Regions from separate parts of the Mus musculus genome. Here region 2 is linked to region 1. The links are chromatin contacts, called in public Hi-C maps. All regions are on one chromosome and are shown on one strand. The core of a region is the stretch at or near the end of the contact, and the rest is flanking DNA. Distances in the headings are between cores, read along the strand shown.

Region 1 (5,657 bases), core at 964-3,463:
AGTGTCCACACTTTGGTCTTCGTTCTTCTTGAGTTTCATGCATTTAGCAAATTGTATCTTATATCTTGGGTATCCTGTTTCTGGGCTAATATCCACTTATCAGTGACTACATATTGTGTGAGTTCCTTTGAGATTGGGTTACCTCACTCAGGATGATACCCTCCAGGTCCATCCATTTGCCTAGGAATTTCATAAATTCATTCTTTTTAATAGCTGAGTAGTACTCCATTGTGTAAATGTACCACATTTTCTGTATCCATTCCTCTGTTGAGGGACATCTGGGTTCTTTCCAGCTTCTGGCTATTATAAATAAGGCTGCTATGAACATAGTGGAGCATGTCTCCTTCTTAACGGTTGGAACATCTTCCTCATATATGCCCAGGAGAGGTATTGCAGGATCCTCCGGTAGTACTATATCCAGTTTTCTGAGGAACCACCAGACTGATTTCCAGAGTGGTTGTACAAGCTTGCAATCTCACCAACAATGGAGGAGTGTTCCTCTTTCTCCACATCCTCGCCAGCATCTGCTGTCACCTGAATTTTTGATCTTAGCCATTCTGACTGGTGTGAGGTGGAATCTCAGGGTTGTTTTGATTTGCATTTCCCTGATGATTAAGGATGCTGAACATTTTTTCAGGTGCTTCTCAGCCATTCACTATTCCTCAGGTGAGAATTCTTTGTTTAGCTCTGAGCCCCATTTTTTAATGGGGTTATTTGATTTTCTGGAGTCCAGCCTCTGGAGTTCTTTATATATATTGGATATTAGTCCCCTATCTGATTTAGGATAGGTAAAGATCCTTTCCTAATCTTTTGGTGACCTTTTTGTCTTATTGACGGTGTCTTTTGCCTTGCAGAAGCTTTGCAGTTTCATGAGGTCCCATTTGTCAATCCTCGATCTTACAGCACAAGCCATTGCTGTTCTATTCAGGAATTCTTCCCCTGTGCCGATATCTTCAAGGCTTTTCCCCACTTTCTCCTCAATAAGTTTCAGTGTCTCTGGTTTTATGTGGAGATCCTTAATCCACTTAGATTTGACCTTAGTACAAGGAGATAGGAATGGATCAATTCGCATTCTTCTACTTGATAACTGCCAGTTGTGCTGGCACCATTTGTTGAAGATGCTGTCTTTTTTCCACTGGATGGTTTTTGATCCTGCCAATCCATGAGCATGGGAGATCTTTCCATCTTCTGAGATCTTCTATAATTTCTTTCTTCAGAGACTTGAAGTTCTTATCATACAGATCTTTCACTTCCTTACTTAGAGTCACACCAAGGTATTTTATATTATTTGTGACTATTGAGAAGGGTGTTGTTTCCCTAATTTCTTTCTCAGCCTCTTTATTCTTTGTGTAGAGAAAGACCATTGACTTGTTTGAGTTAATTTTATATCCAGCTACTTCACCGAAGCTGTTTATCAGGTTTAGGAGTTCTCTGGTGGATTTTTTAGGGTCACTTATATATACTAACATATCATCTGCAAAAAGTGATATTTTGACTTCATCTTTTCCAATTTGTATCCCCTTGATCTCCTTTGGTTGTCGAATTGCTCCATAATTCTCTTCTTAAAGGATGAAGAGTATTATAATGTGCATGGATGCTACATTTCTTCACCTACACTCCCAGAAGTTTGATTCTACATCTGTGCCCTTGTGAGTGGTTCTGCAGTAAACCTGGAGGTGCAAATGGCTCCCTGATGCACTGCTTTAATCTTCAAAATGGACTGAACTGGACTACTATTTTCTTTAGGATTTTAAACTGATGCTTAAAACTGTAATTGACCTATACTTGTAGTTGGTGCACACATGTGTACACGTGTGTGTGTGTTGAAGGTAAAATTAAACTAAAAAAAGCAGAAAGGTATTCTTTTCTAGTGTCAGAGGGATTTTGTAAATTATTGAAATTTGTATCAAACTGTAAATTCTATCCAAAATTGGTCATAGAAGTTTCAGTACCACTTTGTAATGGAGCTTGTGGCTGTGTAGCTGAGTGCTAAGATGCCAAGTGGCTTTTGCTTGGCTGTCTTTCTGGGGATGCTTACTTTTAGGCCTCTGTCATCATGTTGTGAAGGAGTCTAAGTCACATGAAGAAGTCACAGCAGGTGTTCTAGCTGACAGTTGGCCCTAACCAAGGTCACACTTCAATCGGTGGCCAGATGTGTGAGTAACTGAGCTTTTGGAAGGTTCTTGGCTTCCTGCTAATTCTGAGTGTTCCCGATGATGAATAGTGAGTGCAGAGAGGAGCTGTCCCCACTGAGCCCTGCTCCAACCAGAGAGCTGGAGCAACACAGATGCTGCTATTTTAAACCACAAGCTTCTGGCATGCTTTGCTCCTCAGCCTTAAATAATTCACAGTCCAAAACTTGTCTGTTAATATTCCTGCTCAGAAAATATTTGGTTGTTCATAGCTTTACTCAAACCTTTGTATTTTTAATATATTTAAAAATTTTGTTTATAAAAATTATTATTGAATGTATGCTTAAATTTGATTACCCTTTTATTTTACAAAATGACTTAATATAAAAGGACAATAATTTTTATTCATTACTTCCAGATTCATTTACATCTTTGCTATGGTTACAGATGTACTTGGAATTGTTTCTTGTGATTCATGCTCCTCTTTGATTTGTTTTCCCGGTTGAATTATATTCCTTTGTTTGAATTCTCCCCCTTTGCCATTCTAATCTTAAAGGTTACATAATCTCATCAGTCATATTTAGTAATTTAAAAATCTAGAGGTAGCCAGGCTCCTAATGAGTCTTCTAAAGAATACAGGAACATAAGTAACTTGCCTTCAACTCATCCCCTTCAAAGAACAATTATAAGTTGTTCAACACAAGGTTGTACAACTTTGGGTGATGACAGGCATGTCTATATCTATTTTTTTATGCCTTTATCTCTGTTGCTACTAATAATGGAAAAACAGAAAGTTGGCCATTAATGGAAGAACAGAAAGGTGGCCATTAATACTGAAGAACAGAAATTTTGGGTTAATTTTACTGATATTTAATTAGCATCTTGCAGCCAAGAGACACTGTGTAGTTTATTGTAAGGCTTAGCTGGTGGTTTTATTTTGTGAATCTAGACGTTCATTTTATTATTATTTTCATCACTTTTGTGTAATATGCACATTTAATCAGGTCACTTCACCAACAATTCTGGTTGTATGCAGAACTTGATAGAAACCTCTTTCATTTTAGAAGGTATAATGACAGCCCATATGTGGTAAACTTTGGTAGTATATCATTTGATGAAGTCCTTAAAAAATGAAATTTTAAACAGTTCTTTGCATTTATGATGTACCTGGGTTTGGGAAGGTGCACGTGCTCTAGTGTGCATGCATGTAGGAGTCACCAAATGACATTATGTGACTTTCTCTGTCACCCATAGCCTGCCTCCCCCCCCCTCTCTCTCTATCTGTACCTGAGGTTCTTGCTGAAGCAAAAGCTCCTAAGCTTCTAGAGCCCACTATACTCTGCCTCACCAATGCAGTAATCACGTCTGACCATGCCCAGCTTTTATGCGCTAGAGACTTAAATTCGGGTCTTCAAGCTTGCACAGCAAACATCCTTACCCACTGAGCCATCTCCCATCCCCAAATAACAAAAGTTTCAGTTCCTTAGGACTCTTGGCTTCCAAAGAAGCAGTTGAGAACATGCTTTCAAACTGTATCACCTCCCCTAAATGAGCTGTTTTTCTTCTTGTGATGTTTTTAGAAAAGTTATCTTTGACTTTCTAAATTTGTGCATGCATGTGTTAGGCTTCCTTTACCTAGTTGGAGAGGATGCCTTATCAGGTTGAGACTTGATGTGCCAGAATGGGGAGGTATACAGGGGAGGAGGCACCCTGTCAGAGGAGAAAGGGGCGAGGTTGTTGTGGGGCAAGGGACTCTATAAGGAAGGAACAGGGAAGGGGAGCAGCATTTGGGATGTAAATATATTAATTAATTAATGAAAAAAATGTCAAACAAAAATGATGTAAGGATTTCTTGGTAGGTCAAGAAAAAAACAAGAGGATCCAGAAGTGGCAAGGGTGAGATTGTCAGTGAACACTTCCTCTGGCCAGGTCTCACTGGCCTTTCACCATTTCCTAACAATACTATCATAGTATGACTTCATCGTGGACTAAAACAGTCACTGTATTAGAACCTTCACAATATGATACTCTCTGGATGTTCCATCACAGACACACCCAGAGATTTATAAGTGTTCTCAGCCTTACTCAATCAAGTCAAGCGAAGATTGCCATGTTTTGCTTTATCTGTTCACTGTATACTGTGTATACTCTGTCTCTAGATTCTCTCCATAGGAGGGACTAATGCAATGCTCAGTTTATTTTTTTTAAAGAATTGTTTATTTATTTTATGTATGAGTACATTGTCGCTGTCTTCAGACACACAAGAAGATGGCATCAGATCCTATTACAGGTGGTTGTAAGCTACCATGTGGTTGCTGGGAATCGAACTCAAGATCTCTGGAAGAGTAGTCAGTGCTCTTAACTGCTGATCCATCTCTCCAGCGACCTCAATTTAATTTTTAACCTTCTAATATCTCCTTTTCATTCTCTTGGTGCTGTTTCTAAGAATTATTATTATGTTTGAGCTTATCATTTGATTTCTATCTTCCATGGCCTGTGACCTTTTCCTTATAACCAAGTGTCAGAAACCCTTCAGCTCTTACTGTCTAGTTTCTATTTTCTGGTTGTGTCAAACATATTGTTCAGTGTAGCTCATGAGTGTTTCTTTTCCCTGGACCTGTTTTTAAACTTCCAGTATTTGATCTTTTAAATATCAGATGCTTCCCCTTTTTTAAGGTATAAGATTTTTATTGATTTCCACTGGAAGCTTATCTTTCCTTACATATTTTAGAATCTGATCCTCTTCTCTTTTTACCAGGCAATTATTGCATGCTCAGTTTGGGAGGTTGGCTTGTTTTCACTGTCTGCGGTCCTTCATGGCAATCTATTAACTCATTGTTGTGTGACTTAATGGTATTGTGGGTTTGTTTTATTTTAACTACATTTAATTTCTGCTAATTTTGAAGGCTTCTGGTTCTGTATCTCACTGCTACACATGTTTTATTGCGAAGACAGAAATCTGTAAGCATGTTTGTTTCTGGATGGAGTTCTGCCTTAACTTGAGGGATTCTGACCTTGAAGAAGAGTCTTGAACTCCAGATTGTTTGTTAGGACTGGAAACCTGGTGTTCACTTTGGCTTGCTGGCATCACTCAGGACGTAGCCCACAGTTCTACTTCTTCTTCCTCTTGGTTTGCCCACCTCTTCCTTTTGTTCCTGAATGCCTTTGTTTTTCTTCATTTCTGGAAGTTTTCTAAGTCCCATTTCAGTCACATACAGTACTTTAAAAATACTTGGTGAAGTTTTAGAGCATCAGGTTACCTTGTGAGGGCTGAACAGCACTACTAACATGAGGAGTCAGTCATGCCTCTGTCTATAACACCGGATTCCTTAGAGCCCTGCACCATGTCTGGAATATAAAGTGGTTATTATAGAGCTTCCAGCATTGGAATTAAATTGGTTCAATTTCTTTCCCTCATATTTCTGAGGGAAAGATTTCTGAGGGATTCAAGAAAATTTAATTATGTTATCAGATAATTAAACTATTTTAATAAAATATGAGCAAAACATTAAGCTGTATATGAAA
Region 2 (5,657 bases), core at 900-3,399, 320 kb after region 1:
TTACCACTGTTCAGTAGACAATTGCCATCTTTAATCCTTTAACCTATCTGTCAGAATTAGTTACATTTGGTTTTCATGCATAGTGGGCAGTATGCAGAATACGTTCTCTTCCCTGTTGTGTTTATGTGACATAACTGCAAAGTGAATGTGCTAAATTCCATTGCTGCATCTGACCTTCGGATATAGACTTAAAAGATCTATACTATTAGATCAAATTCAATTAAGATATTCTGTGCAAAGGATGGCCATGAGCTGTTGTCCAACAAGAAAATAGGACCTGAATTCTACAGCCTCAGTAAACGAATTCTGCCAGCCAAGAGCTTGGAAGCGGACCATCAGTTCCAAAACAGAATGCAGTCCGATGACAGTGATTTCAGTCAAGAGAGACACTTAGCAGAAACCTCAATGCATTAACACAAAACAATATGACACCTTGAAACAAACATTTTGCTAAAATGTTTCTTGAGACATAGGTTTTATGTTGGAAAGCAATAATATATCTGGAAATATTTAAAGCCAAATAAATGTTTGCCGTTGAAATAATAATTCTAAAAATAGCTTGCATTTGCATTTATTTGAAGCTTGAGCTCTGTGCTTTAAAGAACTGAGTATGTTGTGGGTGGGAATGGTTATGGACAGCAGAAATAGCCAGGATGCAAGATCAGGTCTGCCAAAACTACAGAATAGGGAGAACAAAGTTAAGAAGGCCAGTGTCCTCACCCTGGACTGAGGTATCTGTTACATTTTAAATTAGAAAACATTTAAATTGAGAGAATACTTTCTACAAATAGAATGACTCTTTTAATATTTAAGTATTCCCAGACTGTGAGCACAGAAGTGATTTGTCACAAGAGAGGCCAGTGTGATAAAGTGTTCTAATTCACAAATGTCTTTGGGGAGTTTCTGATTCCCCAAGGCCATCCTTAACACGGCTTGAGGAACGATCCTTTCCCCCAATCTTATACTGTAATTCAGAATGGGCACAAATCCTTCTTCGGTAATCTCTAGTGTGAATCTAGACGCATACTGTGAGACCACTCCATAAAGGGATGGATAATTGTGAATGAAATAAATATAATTCAATTCACAGTTGATATTGAGGTGACCATTGTGGCCTACTTCCTGTTGTCTTCACAGGATCTGGTCCTCTGAGACCATTTTTATAGGGAAAATTTCTTCTATCAGACAGGAAGTCTTCACAATTGTCAGGAATATACCCTGATAGAAGTACGTTATGATATACCAAAGAAGGGCAAGTAGCTTTTGGAGGGAACAAATGCCAATAAGAGTTTCAAATATAACAATAAATGGTGTGTTAGTTCCCAATTTTTGAAAGCACCAAATCATATACTTATATTAAGTTGCTATACATAAAATATTGTTGAAAAAAACATATTTAGCAATTGAAGATCATAACACAAACAAAACAAAAACTGGGAAAACAGAATACACGCACAATTTTTTCAACTTCTTTGTCAGGAACGAAGAGACAGGGCCCTTATCCACATGACACCATTCATGGGAAGAAGTTCATTTATTGAGATACTAACTATTTAGCACTTCCAGCTTGTCCTGTGCCAGGTGTGCAATAAAGAAAGGAAGGAAGGAAGGAAGGAAGGAAGGAAGGAAGGAAGGGAGGGAGGGAGGAAGGAAGAATGGGGGTTAGGTAGAGAACTGCAAGTCTCTAGGCTTGGAGACTTGTAACTGTAACTGCTCCTACAATGTAGAAGGACATGTCTGAGTCACCAAAAGGTTTGCTCCTAGGCCAATCTTGACACAGATCTGCTCACAGATAGTGGATCGAATATATCTATGTATATCAGGTATATTCTCCAGAGTGTTCCTGCCTATCAATACCTAGAAAATTTCCAAAGACAGTTTCAGTCCAACAGAGACCACAATGGGAACTTTTGTCTGTTTATAACAAAGAAAATTCCTCTCTACCTACTGTCCCAAGAAATGCCATCACCATCCTGGGCTTGATACGTTAGAGCTGGGGTTATAATAGAGAGAGAGACTGGGTCAGAGTGTCTGTTCTCTGGCTGATAGACGTTTATTTTATTATAAACATCCTCATTTACCTCACTATGGGATGGATCTGCTATGCTATGGTCCAGGGCTCACTTGTGGTTACTTTGAGGAAATGAAGCCCACATGAGTCTCATTAGCACATAAATATTCTGATGTCCTTTCTGCATGAGTTCTTTGATGTTTACGGGGAAACATGTGTCTTTATGATCTTTGCCTTAAAACTTAGAAGGAATTTTTTTTTTTTGAAATATAAACTATTGGGGGTGAAGTGCCTTGGTAGACCATTATGAGATCACATTGTTTTCATTCATGTGTCTAATCATTATTATTTAACTTAACATTATTTATCACCAAATATTGTGTAAGGAACATTTAACACACACACACACACAAGACTAAGACCTCAAGTAACTCATTGAATACAACAGTAAAGAGGAGCACAGAAAATAACTGGGAATTTTAACACATAACTGGGTTGAAGAAAATCTTAGACACAGCCCTAAATTTTAAAACTAAGCAAATTTGGTTACAAAAGCAAACAACTTATCTTTCAAGAGAACTAGGATATGCACAACTGAGGAGAGCACAAGCCAGATTGTGTAAAGTCTGCAACGTAAGTGTCTTAGTTACTGTTCAGTTCCTGTGAAGAGACACCTTGACCAAGGCAACTATTATAAAGAAAGGATTTAATTTGGGTGGTAGATCTCCTCCAACAAGCCTATCCTTTCTAATTCTTTCCCACTAGTTCTACTAGCTGGGCATCAATCATTCAAACATATACGCAAGCATATGGGTGCCATTCTCACTGAAATCCTGACAATAAGAAAATGAAATATGGTAAGAGTGCAGAAACAAGATGAACCCAGGCATGGTTTATTGTATATCTTTATTAAGCTTTGCAGATTAAAACAAAACAACAACAAAACATCTATTATTTAAGGGTTTTTGGCAACTCGGTACTCCCTTTCTTTGTAAGAGTTATGTTTTTGAAACTTTCTATTTCAAAGGTCTTGATTATCATGATTTTCATAGTGATATATGGTTAGTAATCTTTGATGTTAATATTCTAATTGTTAAGTGGCATCACCATCCCCCCAAGATAAGATACTAATATTACTGTATACATTTTCTGTGTGTTCTTCATGCTCTGTTGACGAGTCCATCCCTGGTTTTGAACCATATAGAAATATTGACTCATTAATAACCCTAGAGTAGACTTTAAACCAGTGGTTCTCAATTTGTGGGTTGTGACCCCTTTGGGATCCCATATCAGATGTGCCATCAAATTTTATGGCTGGGGGTCCCCACAATATGAGGAAGCATGCTAAAGGCTCGTATCATTGGAAAGCTTGCAATCCACTGCTTAATGATCAGATGCAAGGAAGAGTTACATACAGCTCTTGCTTTTCAATTACGATAGAAAAAGCTACATTTAGCGAGGAAAGGTGTAGAGAGCTGAGACCATTCCAGAGCCTCTTGTGTCAAACATTTAGACAAGCTATAAATGTGAAGAAAGAAAAAGTTCTTGAAGGAAACTCAAAAGCACTATTCCCCTGTACTCACAGTGACAAGAAAGCTGAGCAGTCTCATTGTAGTAGATCAAACCACCCTTTGTGTTCTCTTAAGCCAAGGGCATACCCAAGAAGAGACTGGATCCTCTCCTCCTGGATACTCTTATTTCTACAAAGGCAATGAAAGATTGTTTTATAAAAATAAGCTTCAAGAGAAAAATCTGAAGGTAATTGAGATGGCTTCTGGGATTTAAGGAGGTAAGACATCTTTGTGTGTGTGTGTGTTTCTTTTTTTTTATTAGATATTTTCTTCATTTACATTTCAAATGCTATCCCCAAAGCCCCCTATACTCTCCCCCCACTCGCTCCCCAACCCACCCACTCCCACTTCCTGGCCCTGGCATTCCCCTGTACTGGGGCATATGATCTTCTCAAGACCAATTTAACACACCAATTCAAGGTAAAGCAAGTTCTGGTAGGGAAGCAGCAGCAAGCTATGCCAAAAGTTAGAGCTGAGGCAAGTAGTAGGTTTGCAATGTGGATGAAACCACTCTATAATGGACGAAAACGGAACAGTTAATGCTTGGCTTAGACACTTCGGAGATCAAGTTAGCACTTTTGGCCAAGACTATATGGTAGCTGGTAACTTTAAGTTAACACTCATGTCATTTGTCATACTGAAAATGTCTGTGGTCAAAACAAACAAACAGACAAACAGAAAACCAACCAACCAAACTAGAACATTTTACATCTCCTGTCTGTATACTCTTAATGGAACTATAGTGCCCAGATGACAGCACATCTGTTTGCAACCTGGTGACTGAAAATCTTCGTCTCAGTGTTGGGACCTACAGAAAAGATGGTTTTCAGAGTATCAGTGCCAATTGGCAATTCATCTGCCCAACAAAGAGTTCTTATGGAGATGCACAAGGAAATGAATGTTGTCTTCATACCCGCTGACACAATGTCTATTCTGCAGCCTGTGGAGCAAGGAGGAATTTTGACTTTCAATCTTTATCTTTAAGGACTAAACCCAACAAGCCTACAGTAACTTGTTTGATACATTTAGGCCAAATTAATTGAAGATCTGGAAAGAAATCAGTCGCCATGCTTAATAAAAACATTCTTGATTCATGCAAGGAGGGAAATATGACAACACTAAGGGGAGTTTGGAGACAGTGTTTCCAAGCCTCTTGGATAAGTTTGAAGGACTCAAAATTGTTAAGTAGGAAATAATTTGGGTGTGGTAGAAATATGAAGTAATCTAGAATTTGGAGACAAGGCATACATTTAAACTGCTACAATCTCAAGAGAAAATCGAAAAGATGGAAGTCTGCTTCTTGACGAGCAAAGAAAGTGATAGCCTAAGATAAAATCTATTCTTCCTGAAGGTGGCTTTGGATACTTTTGAGTGATCATGAAGGATCTACAGCTTTCACCCCAGTGGATTTCAGAGGTTTGTGTCTGGTTCTCAATGGAATTCTGATGTGGGTAAGCTACTATCAAATAGCATTGCATGCTACAGAGAACTTGTCCAGGAGAAGAAACATAAGTGGATTCATACATATTACTGTCTTATTTTAAGCAAAACACACTCCATCCTCCAGAAAACACACTTGCTGATTAGTCAGCTGCCATTAGCATCACAGCGATAGCCTCCACCAAAAAGATTATAACCCACTGAGGTCTCAGATGATTGGGCACAGTTTTTGCCAATGAAGTATTAATGAGGTTATATACATTGTTATTTACAACAAAATTGCTGTCTAATGTTATTTCAGATTTACTTAATTATAGTATAGTATAAACAAAACATATGTACTCAAAAACAACAACAAAAACAGCTGTGAGTCATTTTATTGAGATAGTCTCTTTATTGTGGTCATAAAGCCCCAGACTCAAAATAACTCCAGGGCATCCTTGTTAAGGAATTTGGGATAATTAAGGTGGACTTCAAAGAGAAGAAAAGGTTTTATGGGTGTTCATTTTCACAGACACAAATGTTATAAGCTGAGCTACACACAGATGCTGTAAACTCACTTAAGTTACATGATAGAATGAAGCTTTCAAGTTGAGCGCTGGCATTAGTCCTTTTATTGTTATTATTATTAATTA

The links. A called contact is a pair of places that touch in the nucleus more often than the background predicts.
Region 2: a Hi-C map of pre-B cells shows a contact between it and region 1, with 2.4 times the contacts expected there. The contact joins two enhancer-like sites. A contact is called at or near these places in 1 of 484 Hi-C or Micro-C datasets (pre-B cells) and 1 of 115 datasets of contacts at active chromatin or transcription factors (large pre-B cells).

The regions. Positions count from the first base shown.
Region 1 is chr15:42,098,733-42,104,389 of GRCm38.p6, forward strand. No RefSeq gene overlaps it. Among named protein-coding and RNA genes, the nearest start is that of Abra, 230 kb to the left of the region's middle. Within about 2 kb of position 2,214, at least 28 of the 459 cell types and tissues checked have an H3K27ac peak or open chromatin away from gene starts, as enhancers often do. A contact at or near this core is called in pre-B cells, where this site is marked.
Region 2 is chr15:42,415,527-42,421,183 of GRCm38.p6, forward strand. No RefSeq gene overlaps it. Among named protein-coding and RNA genes, the nearest start is that of Gm41313, 250 kb to the right of the region's middle. Within about 2 kb of position 2,150, at least 4 of the 459 cell types and tissues checked have an H3K27ac peak or open chromatin away from gene starts, as enhancers often do. A contact at or near this core is called in pre-B cells, where this site is marked.